2 separate regions of the Pan troglodytes genome follow, and region 2 is linked to region 1. The links are chromatin contacts, called in public HiChIP or PLAC-seq maps. All regions are on one chromosome and are shown on one strand. Each heading gives the region's core, a stretch centred on a gene start, on an enhancer-like site or on the middle of the called end of the contact. The rest is flanking DNA. Distances are from core to core; before and after follow the strand shown. Region 1 holds the start of CARS2 (cysteinyl-tRNA synthetase 2, mitochondrial). Region 2 holds the start of ANKRD10 (ankyrin repeat domain 10).

Evidence for each region. HiChIP or PLAC-seq counts read pairs in DNA pulled down with a chosen protein or histone mark.
Region 2: a contact with region 1 is called in an H3K4me3 HiChIP or PLAC-seq map of stem cell-derived excitatory neurons, with 5 times the contacts expected there. The contact joins the promoter of ANKRD10 here to the promoter of CARS2 in region 1. A contact is called at or near these places in 1 of 7 Hi-C or Micro-C datasets (stem cell-derived neural progenitor cells) and 1 of 1 datasets of contacts at active chromatin or transcription factors (stem cell-derived excitatory neurons).

The regions. Positions count from the first base shown.
Region 1 is chr14:116,329,967-116,335,967 of NHGRI_mPanTro3-v2.0_pri, forward strand. CARS2 (cysteinyl-tRNA synthetase 2, mitochondrial) reads right to left here and starts at 3,658. Exons shown (of 15, transcript XM_016925531.4): 1 at 3,182-3,658. It overlaps ING1 (inhibitor of growth family member 1), which reads left to right and starts at 2,576. Exons shown (of 2, transcript XM_016925537.4): 1 at 2,576-3,022. The coding sequence starts at 3,019.
Region 2 is chr14:116,534,997-116,540,997 of NHGRI_mPanTro3-v2.0_pri, forward strand. It overlaps ANKRD10 (ankyrin repeat domain 10), which reads right to left and starts at 3,108. Exons shown (of 7, transcript XR_010150566.1): 1 at 2,709-3,108. LOC134808160 (a long non-coding RNA gene) reads right to left here and starts at 809. Exons shown (of 3, transcript XR_010150570.1): 1 at 678-809; 2 at 270-324.

The sequences.
Region 1 (6,001 bases), core at 2,408-4,907:
TTACATTTTCTTTCAAGGCAAAATCTTGTAAATCAGAAGTAGAGTTGATTACGGTAGCATATGGTTTAGGGGTTTTCAAGTTTAAGATGAATGAGTTTGCATTTATTTTTTAAGCACTTTGAAACTTAAACAATTCTATGCTTGCCCAGGCGCGGTGGTTCACGCCTGTAATCTCAGCACTTTGGGAGGCCAAGACAGGCGAATCACCTGAGGTCAGGAGTTCGAGACCAGCCTGGGCCAACATGACAAAACTCCGTCTCTACTAAAAATACAAAAATTAGTTGGGCGTGGTGTCCGGCACCCGTAATCCCAGCTACTCAGGAGGCTGAGGCAGGAGAATCGCTTGAACCCGGGAGGCGGAGGTTGCAGTGAGCCGAGATCACGCCACTGCACTCCAGTCTGGGTGACAAGAGCAAGACTCCGTCTCAAAAAAAGAAAAAGAATTATATGTTCATCTCTTATATCTGACTCTCATAGGTTTGAGCATTTTCAGTTAGACTGGAAATATAATTCTAGAAAAAGTTTAATTTTAAATGCTTCTTTTTAATCCATTTGAAATTTCTGTTCTACGGAAAAGTTTTAACATCCATTTTTGCAACACGCCACAGGAAACAAAACTGAAAGAGACAAGATTCTTCGACGTATCTTCAAAATTAAGCACCTTTCTTCAATGACATTTAAAATTCGTTATCAAAGGTAATTATGTTTTATTGCTTGGTCTTCTAAGTTTGTTCCAAAAAAGATAAAATCTTTTTTGACTTTTTATCCCAAGGGGTGGGCTAAAAGTTTTATGGAATGTAAAGCTCCAAAAAACTTTTCACTACTGTATCCCCAGCGCACGGACCAGTAGTCGGCACATGGTAGACACTCGTCAATATTCCTTGTTGAATGCATAAGATGCCTTTTTGGTTTATGTGTATGTGAAGAGAGTACATAACGAGAGGAACAAAATCATTACTCAGATTGTACTGTGTTGTGATTTTTTTTTTTTTAAAGAAAACCTAGGTTAAACTCCATCTTATCTTTGTAAAGGGTAAATTACTTCCAACTTTATTCTTGAGTTCAGATAAACACTATTCATTCTAGAGCCAATGAATGCTAGGAATAGAAGAACCGGTCTATTTCTTACTATTGTACTTTTAAATTACTTATATGCTTTTTGAGGGAAAGGCGTAATTTTCCTTATTCAACTTTGTACTCCCTCTATACTCTGTATTCGACATAATGTTTGTTTCCACATAATGTTATCTTGTCGTAGTCTTTTTTTTCTCTTTTTTCCCGGAGATAGTCTTGCTCTGTCGCCCAGGCTGGAGTGCAGTGGCACAATCTCGGCTCACTGCAACCTCCCCTCCTAGGTTCAGGTGATTCTGTCTCAGCCTCCCCAATAGCTGGGACTACAGGCACGTGCCACCATGCCCTGCTAATTTTTTGTATTTTTAGTAGAGACAGGGTTTCACCATGTTGCCCAAGCTGGTCCCGAACTCCTGATCTCAGGCAATTCGCCCGCCTCGGCCTCCCAAAGTGGTAGGATTACAGGCGTGAGCCACCGCGTCCGGCCAAGTGTTATAGTCTTTTGTGCAGACCAAGTAGTGGCCAATAAATCTTGTAGAAACTAAAGTACTCATTTGCTTTTAACTAGGCCAAGACTAGAATAGCGTGATCTGTAAGTAAAATAACAGCCATTTCCCCAAATATCAAAGCCAAAGCTCTCCTGCTGTGTAGGTGAGATGAAGGGGCTTAAAAGTGAAGATTAAATCCACTTCAAAGTGTAAAGAGTATCCATCCATTTATCATTGCAGCAACGTTGCAACGTGAACAATCCGATTCCAAATACAAAACAGCTCAATTCAGTCTCTTTAGCGTACTCACATCCATAGCACAAAACACCCGGCAGGGCCCTGGAATGAGCACCACTGCGGTTAATAATCTACTCTATAAATACTGGACGAATCCAAATTTTTACTGGATTACACAGAATACGTTTTTTAAAAATCCAAAGAGTTTTAGATGTTACAACAGGGTTCCATCAAATACCACGTTTCCAAATCTTACCACCAGAATGTGTATCCATTTCAACTGCAATTATTTTGTGTCTAAAGCTGTGTACTCTGCTTTGCAACAGGATAAACCCGGTGGATAAAAGCTGAAATCCGACCCTGTCCTAATTAAGAGGCTAAGAAAAATGGAGAACCGCGCTGGCGTGGAGTTGATACAGAAACACTGCAAGGGCTGGGGACAGGGCTTAGTTCGTGGAATACACAGGCAGCACCACCAACCCGGCTCTCCGGAAAAGAGAAAGTCCGGTGAGAAAGGTGAAAACTGACAAGGCACCGTTCTCCGACTTGCTGAAAAAAAGACAATGCAAATAGAGCAGGGTCCAAAGCGAAAGAAAATCAGAGAAAAGCAGGCAGCCAAGCGTGGCAAACGCAGCTTTCGGGGCCACCCCGGAGGGGACCCGCGGCGGCCGCAGCGGGGCGGAGGCCGAAGCCGAGGCCGCCCCGGAACCGGAGAGCCAGGCGGGAAGTGCACAAAGGCACGAGGCCACGCCCAGGAGGGGCGGGCCCTTTGGCCGGAAGGGGGCGGGCCGGCGCGCGGGGCCGGTCGCCTAGGCAACAGGCTCGCGTGGCGTCCAGGCTTCTCAGAAAGCCCAAAATCCGGGAGCTTTGGGAGGGTAGAGAGGCGACGCGGGGGAGGGCGGTCCGGGGAGCTGAATGGCCCCAGGATGCCGGCCGACCGGGTGTCTGCATACTGTGGGCGGCCTTTCCACGTGTGGGGAGCGGCCTCCGAGAACGGTGTCCATGGCACAGGGCGGGAAGAGATAAGGCCTAGGGAAGGCGCCCCTCGGGCCTATCCACCTCTTCTGGGGCTCGGCACTAGGAAGCAGCTTCCCTCTCAGGCCCCTTTGTCTCCAAGCCGTTCCAAACTGAGTACCGGGAGACGACACAAAGGGAGGGCGGTGACGGATAGCGCAGGCGCGGGAGCCGCCTAGGCTGCTGGGAGTGGTGGTCCGGCCGCGGAATGGGTAGGTCTCCCGCGCACTCTGCGGCCGCAGCTCAAAGGACACCGAGAGGGTGCCAGTGCGCATGCGCCGCCACTTCCGCCCGTGCCCGGCCCTCCCCTTCCTTCCGCCTCCCGGAGGACTTGGGTTGATAGTAGTAAGAGTCCGGGGGGCATTACTCACGGTCTCCCCGCCTCCTCTTCATCGTGATTGGGCTGTCAAAGTGATGTTGGCAAGTAGATTGGCTACTGCCGTTGCCAGTTCTGTTTCGGGCCCTACTTATACTGCGCTGTGGGGCGGGGACGAAGAGTCAGGGGCTGAGGAGCGAGTTGTGGTAGTTGCTGTGTACCATGGTCTCGGAGGTTTCTGTCCCGCGGCCCGTTAGGTCCTGGTCGGGTTTTCAGCGAAGCAGGCCGCTCCCCTGCGTTTCCCAGCGGGCGTGCTGTGCCGCCCAACAGGATCTGCCTCCAAGTGCCAAAAACTCCTAGTAAAGTTTGCGCCTCGCCCGCCGTCCCCACCCCAGCGGCCCTGACGCTGTCCCCTCCGCGACCCTCGCCCCTGGAAAAAGTGACAGGCAAGGCCACGCCCCCGCGAGGGCCGGCCTCGAGCCCGCAGCCCCCAGGGCCCGGGACGGTGAGGGGCGTGAATGCGGCGGGGGGCGGGGCCGTTGCCGGGGGATGGGGCCGGGGCGCATGCGCGCTGCGCAGCGGGGCTGAATGTTTCCCAAGTGTTTGAAACTGGTATTTGGGTTTTCCACGTTGGACAAGTGCGGCTCGGCGGCCAGCGGAGCGCGCCCCTTCCCGCTGCCCGCTCCGCTCCTCTCTTCTACCCAGCCCAGTGGGCGAGTGGGCAGCGGCGGCCGCGGCGCTGGGCCCTCTCCCGCCGGTGTGTGCGCGCTCGTACGCGCGGCCCCCGGCGCCAGCCCCGCCGCCTGAGAGGGGGCCTGCGCCGCCGGCCGGGGCGTGCGCCCGGGAGCCACCGCCACCGCGGCCCGCGCCCTCAGGCGCTGGGGTCCCCGCGGACCCGGAGGCGGCGGACGGGCTCGGCAGATGTAGCCGCCGGGCCGAAGCAGGAGCCGGCGGGGGGGCGCCGGGAGAGCGAGGGCTTTGCATTTTGCAGTGCTATTTTTTGAGGGGGGCGGGGGGTGGAGGAAGCGGAAAGCCGCGCCGAGTCGCCGGGGACCTCCGGGGTGAACCATGTTGAGTCCTGCCAACGGGGAGCAGCTCCACCTGGTGAACTATGTGGAGGACTACCTGGACTCCATCGAGTCCCTGCCTTTCGACTTGCAGAGAAATGTCTCGCTGATGCGGGAGATCGACGCGAAATACCAAGGTACGGCCGGGTGATGGATGGGCGGGGGCGGCCGCCTCCTTCCCGGCGGGTCCGGGCGCGCCGCGGAGCCGGGCCGGTCCTGCCGTGGACCGGAGGAAGCGGCCGGCTCCGCAGCGGCGGCCCTCGGCAGGGGCAGGAACAAAAGGTCTGGAGCGCCTTTGATTCGCCAAGGTCCTTGTGTGCAAAGCCCGGGACACGGAGGAGGAAGGAGGCGCGAGAGGTCTCGCTGCAAGGCTGCGCGACCAAAGCGCTCTTTGTAGTGAAGTGATGAGGCGGGTGCTGCGGGGGAGGGGGCGGCGGGTCCAAGCCGCGTCCTCTAGGAGGGGGTGCAGATTACGGCGCGAGATGGAGGGATGTGCCGGCGCCTGGGGCTACAGGGCGCCGAGACGGGGCTGCAGGAGGAGGGCGGCTGTGGGCCGGGGTTCCCGCGGACCCGGTGCCTCGGTCCCGGGCAACGCCGCTCCTCTGGCCCTTCGTCGCCCCCCACTCAGTCCCGAATCTGAGTGTTACATAAAGTACCGGGTAGTACTCCGCTCGGGGTAGGTCGGCCGCCCCCGCCCAGCCCCCTCCGGCCCTCACTTGGAGCTGGACACCGAGTAGGGGCCGACTGCGAGGGGCGACGCCGCCGGTTGTAGTTTGCGGAGGACGAGGGCTTTTCTCTGTGTGCCGTAGGAAAGGGAAGGGAAGGGGAGGAGCGGAGGCGGGGAAGGCGCCCATCTGCGCTGCGCTCGGGGGGGCGCGGGCAGATCGCTGGCTTGGAGAGGACCGTGGCAGGTGAGAGGACCTGTGGGTCGTTCTCTGCAGACCTGGCCGCCCAGGGTGTCAGAGAGAGGTGGCGAGTTCGTGTCCGCCGGGAATTGTTGGCTGTTGGGGAAACTTTCTTGCGAGGTCAGTCAAGGCTTTGGGGGCTCTTGTTTTGAATGTGGATCACCACTCGGAGTTTACTAATGTTTACAAGGCTGCGCAGTAGGGAAACGGAAGAGTTGGGTGGGGGCAAAAAAAAAAAAAATTGACTGCTGTCCCCGAAAGTACTAGACGCCTCTGCCGGGAAGGCGCCCCTGCGCGTTCTATCCGAGACGTAGCTTCGCAGCGACTTTTATAGGAACTTCATTAGCATATTATGGAACGTCCCGCCTCAGCCCCCCAGTAGTTGGCTGTGATGTCCTTCGTGGAATGTCCTTATCATTCCCCTGCGGAACGATTGGTCGCTGAGGCGGATGAAGGCGGGCCTAGCGCAATAACTGGTATGGGTCTGTGTTTCCGCTGTCTTCTTTTTTCTTTTTCGGGGAGGAGCGGGTTGGAGGGTGGACGAGTTGATTTGAACGTCTTCGGGTCGCTCGGCCTCCAGCCTTGGATTGGTTCTTCTCGCTGCTGGGGCGGGCCGTGCTCTTCCGCCCTGCGGTGTGGTTGGTTTTCCTCCTGGCCTCCGCCCTCCAAATCGGCGATTCCCATAGGCGGCGGCTCTCGGGGTGCGGGGTGAGTCTCCCGCTGGCCTCCTCCCCATTGGCTGGAGGCCTGGCTGGTGTCGCCCCGGCCCCTCTTCCCGCTCAGCCCGGCCACTTTCGGGTACGGATTTATAGCAGTAGCAGTGATCCCGGGCCTGTGGGCTCGGGGCCGGGGCTGCAGTTCGGACCGCCTCCCGCGACCCGCGGGACCGGCTCGGAGACAGTT
Region 2 (6,001 bases), core at 1,858-4,357, 200 kb after region 1:
ACTAACATGGCAAGTTAAGACTTTGTGGCCAAGCACCAATACCATGATAGCCTCCGGCTCAAATAATTTAGCGCATTCCACAAATTTAGCAAGTGCCTACCATGTGCCAAGCAACTGTTCAACCCACGTTCTCTGATCCTAGACTGCTCATTTTCCCTCACTCCAATCACAATGCAGTTAGGGAACAAGCTATGCCTGACTGCAAGCAATTCTCTTCAAGAGGAGAGACCTCACCTGAAGACAAAACACCTGACACTCTACCATCTCACCTCAAGGTTTCTTTTTCCATCTCTCTTAGCACTTTCAGGCTTTCAGTAAACACTCCTGTGAGATGAAGAGTACAGATTCAAAACACCCTCTTCAACCAACTTGGACCTGGGAGTAAAGGCTGATGTCTATTTATTGCCTTTATTAATTTACTGGGTGAAAATGAAAGTATTAATTAGCGATAAGATGAACAGGTTGCAAATCCAATAAAAATAAAACGGATGAAAATCACTTGGCGTACCAAAAATCAGCTATTCAGGGCTCGCTGGCCTTAAACCTGTTACCCTTGGGTTCAATTTAGAAACTTGGATTTGGAATTCTGGAAAGATACTGTTCAATATGGTATCATAAAAGCTACAATAGAGATTTTAAACAACCCGTTTAGTCCTCTGGCAACAAACGAGTCTTACCAACGGTTAGGGGATCTTGTGCACCACTGGCACATTTCTAAGAACACGAGCCTGAAACCTGTGTAAGAGGGCAGCCGTTAGCAGCGCTGGGGAGAGCCTGGACTTCGCAAGCGGTAGCCCTGAGTCCTGGCCTGATTTCTGTCCTAACGGCTTCTTCTCAGAAGGAAATGTTTGGACACTGGACAGGGGCTTTCTAAGGCCCCTTCCGTATCTAAGACCAAAGAGCCCTATGATTCAGACAGCTGGAAACAATGAAGTAACTGCTTCTTGTTACAACATTTGATGACCAAGGTAAAGCTACTACTCAAAGTCCCATGGAAGTAGACTTTTGAAAAGTGATTTCAGTTGTTTTTTAAAAAACTGTGATAAAATACACATTAAAAAATTACCATTTTAATGTAACTATTTTAATCCCCAGAGACAAGTGGAGGCACCACTGGATTACATTTTCTAAGTGACCATCTGTAATGAGGCTTTAAGCATTCCACAGATCGTTGTTCACTGACTGTCACCCAGTATTGTGTCGTTCTCAACCAGGGTAGAAAGGACAGAATCCTAAAGTTTAGTGTAAAAATAAACCACAGCAAGAGACACTCCGGAGGGAGGAAATCCTCAGATTACTAACTGCCCCGGGAAATCTATTTAAGGCTGCAGGCAGAAGCGCAGGGAGGAGGCTTTATTACTTTTGTTTCTTAAGAAACTCATTTCCCCTGGGCACCTGTTTTCTCCAGCAGGTACTACGGTTGCACAACTTCAGAGACAGTGCCACAGGAACCTAACAGCCCTTGAGGACTGATTAACTTGCTTGTCCCACCCCGCTCGTCAAAACTCCTTTTTCATTTCTTTTATTGAAAGAAAAGTGACTTTTCCACTTTAAAAGAATCAGAAACTGCTTTCCAAGAGATACAGCTGCGTTGTGAATGTAGCACCAGGGGCAGCAAGGTAAACCGCAACTTCATCAGCTGGTAACGACATTACCAGGGCCAGGCCTTCTTAAAGTAACTTATTTCACATTACCTCTCACATATTTCTGCAAAACCATTTAACCCCATCTCATCATTTACGAGAAAAACACTATAAACATCCCTGAATTTTAGTGAATTAAGAAATATTAATTAAAACCAGTCACTTCTGAAATGCACGGTGAAATCTTATTTAAGATTTCTGAGAGCAAGTACCCCAACGACTTCACAGATGAGGAAACTGTAGCTATCCAACCTTTTAAAACCTTAAAGCAGCACTGTGTTCCCCCAGAATTTTCAGTTTAAGAAAAAAGAGGGGAACGTAAAGCCTCCACGGGAAGAGAATTCTGCTTAATTTAACCACTTCTGCAGTAATTTAGATCCAAGATAAACACAGCCGTCACTAATTTTCCTGAAGCGGGGTCAGCTACGAGCCTTAAAGCAAACCCAGAAGCTGGAGAGCCGGCCTCCATCCCACACAGCTGCCCGGGCCTTCCAGTCCCGCCGGGGCGCTTGCTCCTCGGCTGAGCTCGTCCGCAGCGCGGCCCTCGGCTACTGGCGAGGATGTGCGGAACCAGAAGGCCGACCGCGCCCGGGCATTCCCCGCGCGCCTCTGACCCCAGCTCGGCTCCCCGGAAGCCGCCTGGGCGACTTCGCGGCCTAATACCCGGCTCTGCGAAATCGCTCGCGCCTCCGGCCCGGCCTGGAGGGCCCCGCGCCATCCGCGCGCGCGCGCTCGCACAGGATCCGGCCAACAGGCGCCGGGACCCTTGGAGCCCGCCTTGTTAGAAAGTTGCTACGCGCGCCGCCGCACATGCGCCCTAGGCCCCTCCGGACGCAGGCGCCACCGACCCCACTTCCGCCCCGCGCCCCCCGGCTGCCCCGCCGCGGCTCCGGGCCGCGAGCGCTGCCGCACAGGCGCCCTAGGCCCCTCGGGGCACAGGCGCCGCCGATCCCGCTTCCGCCCCGCGATCCCGGCACGCCCCACGTCCCCCGCACCTCAGACCCGCTTTCCCCGACTCCCACTGGACAGCAGCGGAAAATGGCGCCTTAAAGCGTTCGCACCCACCTTGCCGAAATGCGCGGCCCAGTGCACGGGCGTCCAGCCATAGAAGGAGTCCTCAGAGGCCAGGTGGGCGTGGGGTGTCTGCTGCAGCAGCGAGCAGAGCGTGGCCAGGTCGCCGTCGCGGCAGGCGCGGTGCAGCGGGAAACGGAGCGAGAGCAGCTCCTCGCTGGAGAAGCCCGCCTCTACGCCCGCGCCCGCTCCCGCCGCCGACATGGTCCGTCACCGGAGAGCGCGGGGCTCGCTGGCCTAGAGGACGCGTCGGGTAGGACTCGAGAAGCCGCCGCCGCAGCACAAAGGAACGAGACTAGCGCCGCGGTCGCGTCCCACAGGCTGCCGAGCGGAGCGCGCACAGAGGGGGCGGGGCGGGGCCTGGAGCGGCCGGGCTGGGGGCGGGGCCTGGCCCAGAGGACGCCTTGTGCAGCCGGGCAGGGGGCGGGGCCTGGAGCCGCGGACCTCTGGAGCGGCCGGGCAGGGGGCGGGGCTTGAGCCGGAGGCCGCCTGGAGCAGCCGGGCGGAGGGCGGGGCTTGGAGCTGCGGACGCCTGGAGCGGCCGGTAGGGGGCGGGGTCTAGCCTAGAGGACGCCTGGAGCAGCCGGGTAGGGAGCGGAGCCTGGACCAGAGGACGCCAGCAGCAGCCGATTAGGAGGCGGGGCATGGGGCTGTCGACGTCTGGAGCAGCCGGGCGCTGGGCTTGGGCTAGAGGACGTCTGGGGCGGCGGGCGCCTGGAGTAGCCAGGCAGAGGGCGGGGCCTGGCTTGGGTCCACGCCTGGGGCGGCCGGGGGCGGGGCCTGGCTGGAATTGACGCGTGGAGCTCCGGTAGAGGGGGCGGGGCCTGGCTGGGCCGCTGCCTACAGCGGCTTCCGGGGCTTGGAGGTCACGGGGCTCGGAGGTCACGGGCCTGGCTGTGTGGGGGGCTCAGGGGCGTAGAGTGGCTTAGCAGCGGTCTGAGCGGGTCCCGGGGCCTCCGGCGCGGTGGGTCTCGGCTGCGCCCCGGGTGCGGACCGTGATGTCTCCAGCCTGGGAGCCGGTCCGGGCGGGGAATCCTGGCTGCCGGGGGCGCAGGTTGAGGCTCTGCGGGCCCGCGCCCTGAGCGGGTGGGAGTCACGGGTCTCCCGGAGGCCCAGTAGCGCGCGGTGAAGTTGTCCGGTAAAAATTTATGGAGCGCCTACGCGGAGCAGGGCTTCTCGTTAAAATCTGGGAATCAGCAAGCCCTAGTTCCTTACAGAGCAGGACAGATTCCTCGGTTTTGTCCGAGGGACGCCTTCTTCGGAACCGAGTGCGGTGGGCTAGGACTATACGTTTGCAAGTGTAAGAAATAAGCGAGAAGACCAGACAGAGCAAACAATAAAAGGCTTTTTGTTGAGAACTGTATAAATGTAAGGGAATACTAAATCCCCTATTTTGAATGACAGTATCATGGACTTTATTACATATGTAATTTTATTCTGATTATGAAAGCATCAGTAATTTCACTATTGAGGAATAACCACAATGTTTGTGAATATTTCCTTTGCTTCTAAATATGCGGTCTTTTTAAATCATGTATTTTATCTCATTTGTATATATAGTTTTTCGCTGTGTAAATTTCCTTCCTTTTTGCAAAATTCTACGTCACAAATTGAACTTTAACAAGGCAATTAGATGTCTAGGGAAGTACTGATGCACGAGAAAGCATATTGCAGCATTGGTTAATAAAACAAAAAAATAGAAACCTAAGATTTAACAAAGGGAAATTGTTAACTAGTGGTGTAAACACTCAACACAGACATGTCTTCATACAGCAAACATTTGTTGAGTACAATGCTGAATGAAACACATTGAGAAACACTCTATAGTGGGGAAGTAGCAAATATTTCAATTCAGTGAGCAATTGCTAATGAATGGAAAATATGACACATAGAATCTATCTTCTCTCAGGGAGTTTGTAATCTGTTAGTGAAGCAGGAAAGAATAATCAAGCAATACTTTTTTGTTTGGACCAAAAGGGTGAGAATAGACTATAAACTCATTTCAGGTTTTGTTTACTCTAGAACGTAATCATTTTTCTTCTCACATACCATGTTGATTTTAATCTAATCTCTTTAAAATATATCGCCCTGATTTCCATCTTTCCTAGGAAAGAGGCGTCCCATTTTGCGAAAGGACGTGAGTGTATCTTGTCCTCCATGTAATGAAAGGGAGGGATTACTCGCTAGGCTACATTCTGGGAATGGTGAAACAGAGACAGTGGTAAGTCAAGGAATTTGTCCAAGGGCAAACTGCATGCCTGTGGCAGAGCTTAGAATAATATCCAGACCTAGGTTCCAACCCACTGTTAGATTTTTTTTAACTTTGGAATTTATTTTGCATAGAGTATTAAGGGCTAGGAAGATAAAATAGGTTATAGTGATAGGGTACTTCGTGTACGTCTTTCCTCACTTCAGATGACTGGGTTTTTTAACCCAGATTATTTAGACTATATACATATTTATTTAGCTGTACTGGAGTAGACTGACATATATACGTGGTGATGGATCCCCAAGACAGATCTTGTAACTGTGGCAGGAGGATTGTGGATAGGATGGTGTCTACCGACTATTCCCAATGCCAGTAATCTAATTGGTTGGTCACCCAGATTTTGCTCAACTCTGATAATTGTCAGATGCATTCCAACTAGAACTACTCTATCTTAAATGGGGCTGGGTAAGATGAGGCTGAGACCTATTGGGCTGTATTCCCAGATAGTTAAGGCATTCTAAGTCACAGGATGAGATAGGAGGTCAGCACAAGATACAGGTCATGAAGTCCTTGCTGATAAAACAGGTTGCAGTAAAGAAGCCAGCTAAAACCCACCAAAACCAAGATGGTGACAAGAGTGACCTCTGGTCATCCTCACTGCTACACTCCCACCAGCACCATGACAGTTTATAAATGCCATGGCAACATCAGGAAGTTACCCTGTGTGGTCTAAAAATGGTAGACATGAATAATCCACCCCTTGTTTAGCATATAATCAAGAAATAACCATAAAAATGGGCAACCAGCAGCCCTTGGGGCTGCTCTGCCTAAGGAGTAGCCATTGTTTTATTCCTTTACTTTCCTAATAAACTTACTTTCACTTTACTCTGTGGCCTCACCCTCAATTCTTTCTTGAGTGAGATCCAAGAACCCTCCCTCTCCTGTGGTCTGGATTGGGACCCCTTTCCTGTAACAATCATTACCAATCTCAGATTTCCTTTGAGACTCTCATTTTTTAAAAGCTCCAAAGAGAGGAAGAGTAGATTCATAACATCTTTTTCATCTGATGAAGCAACCA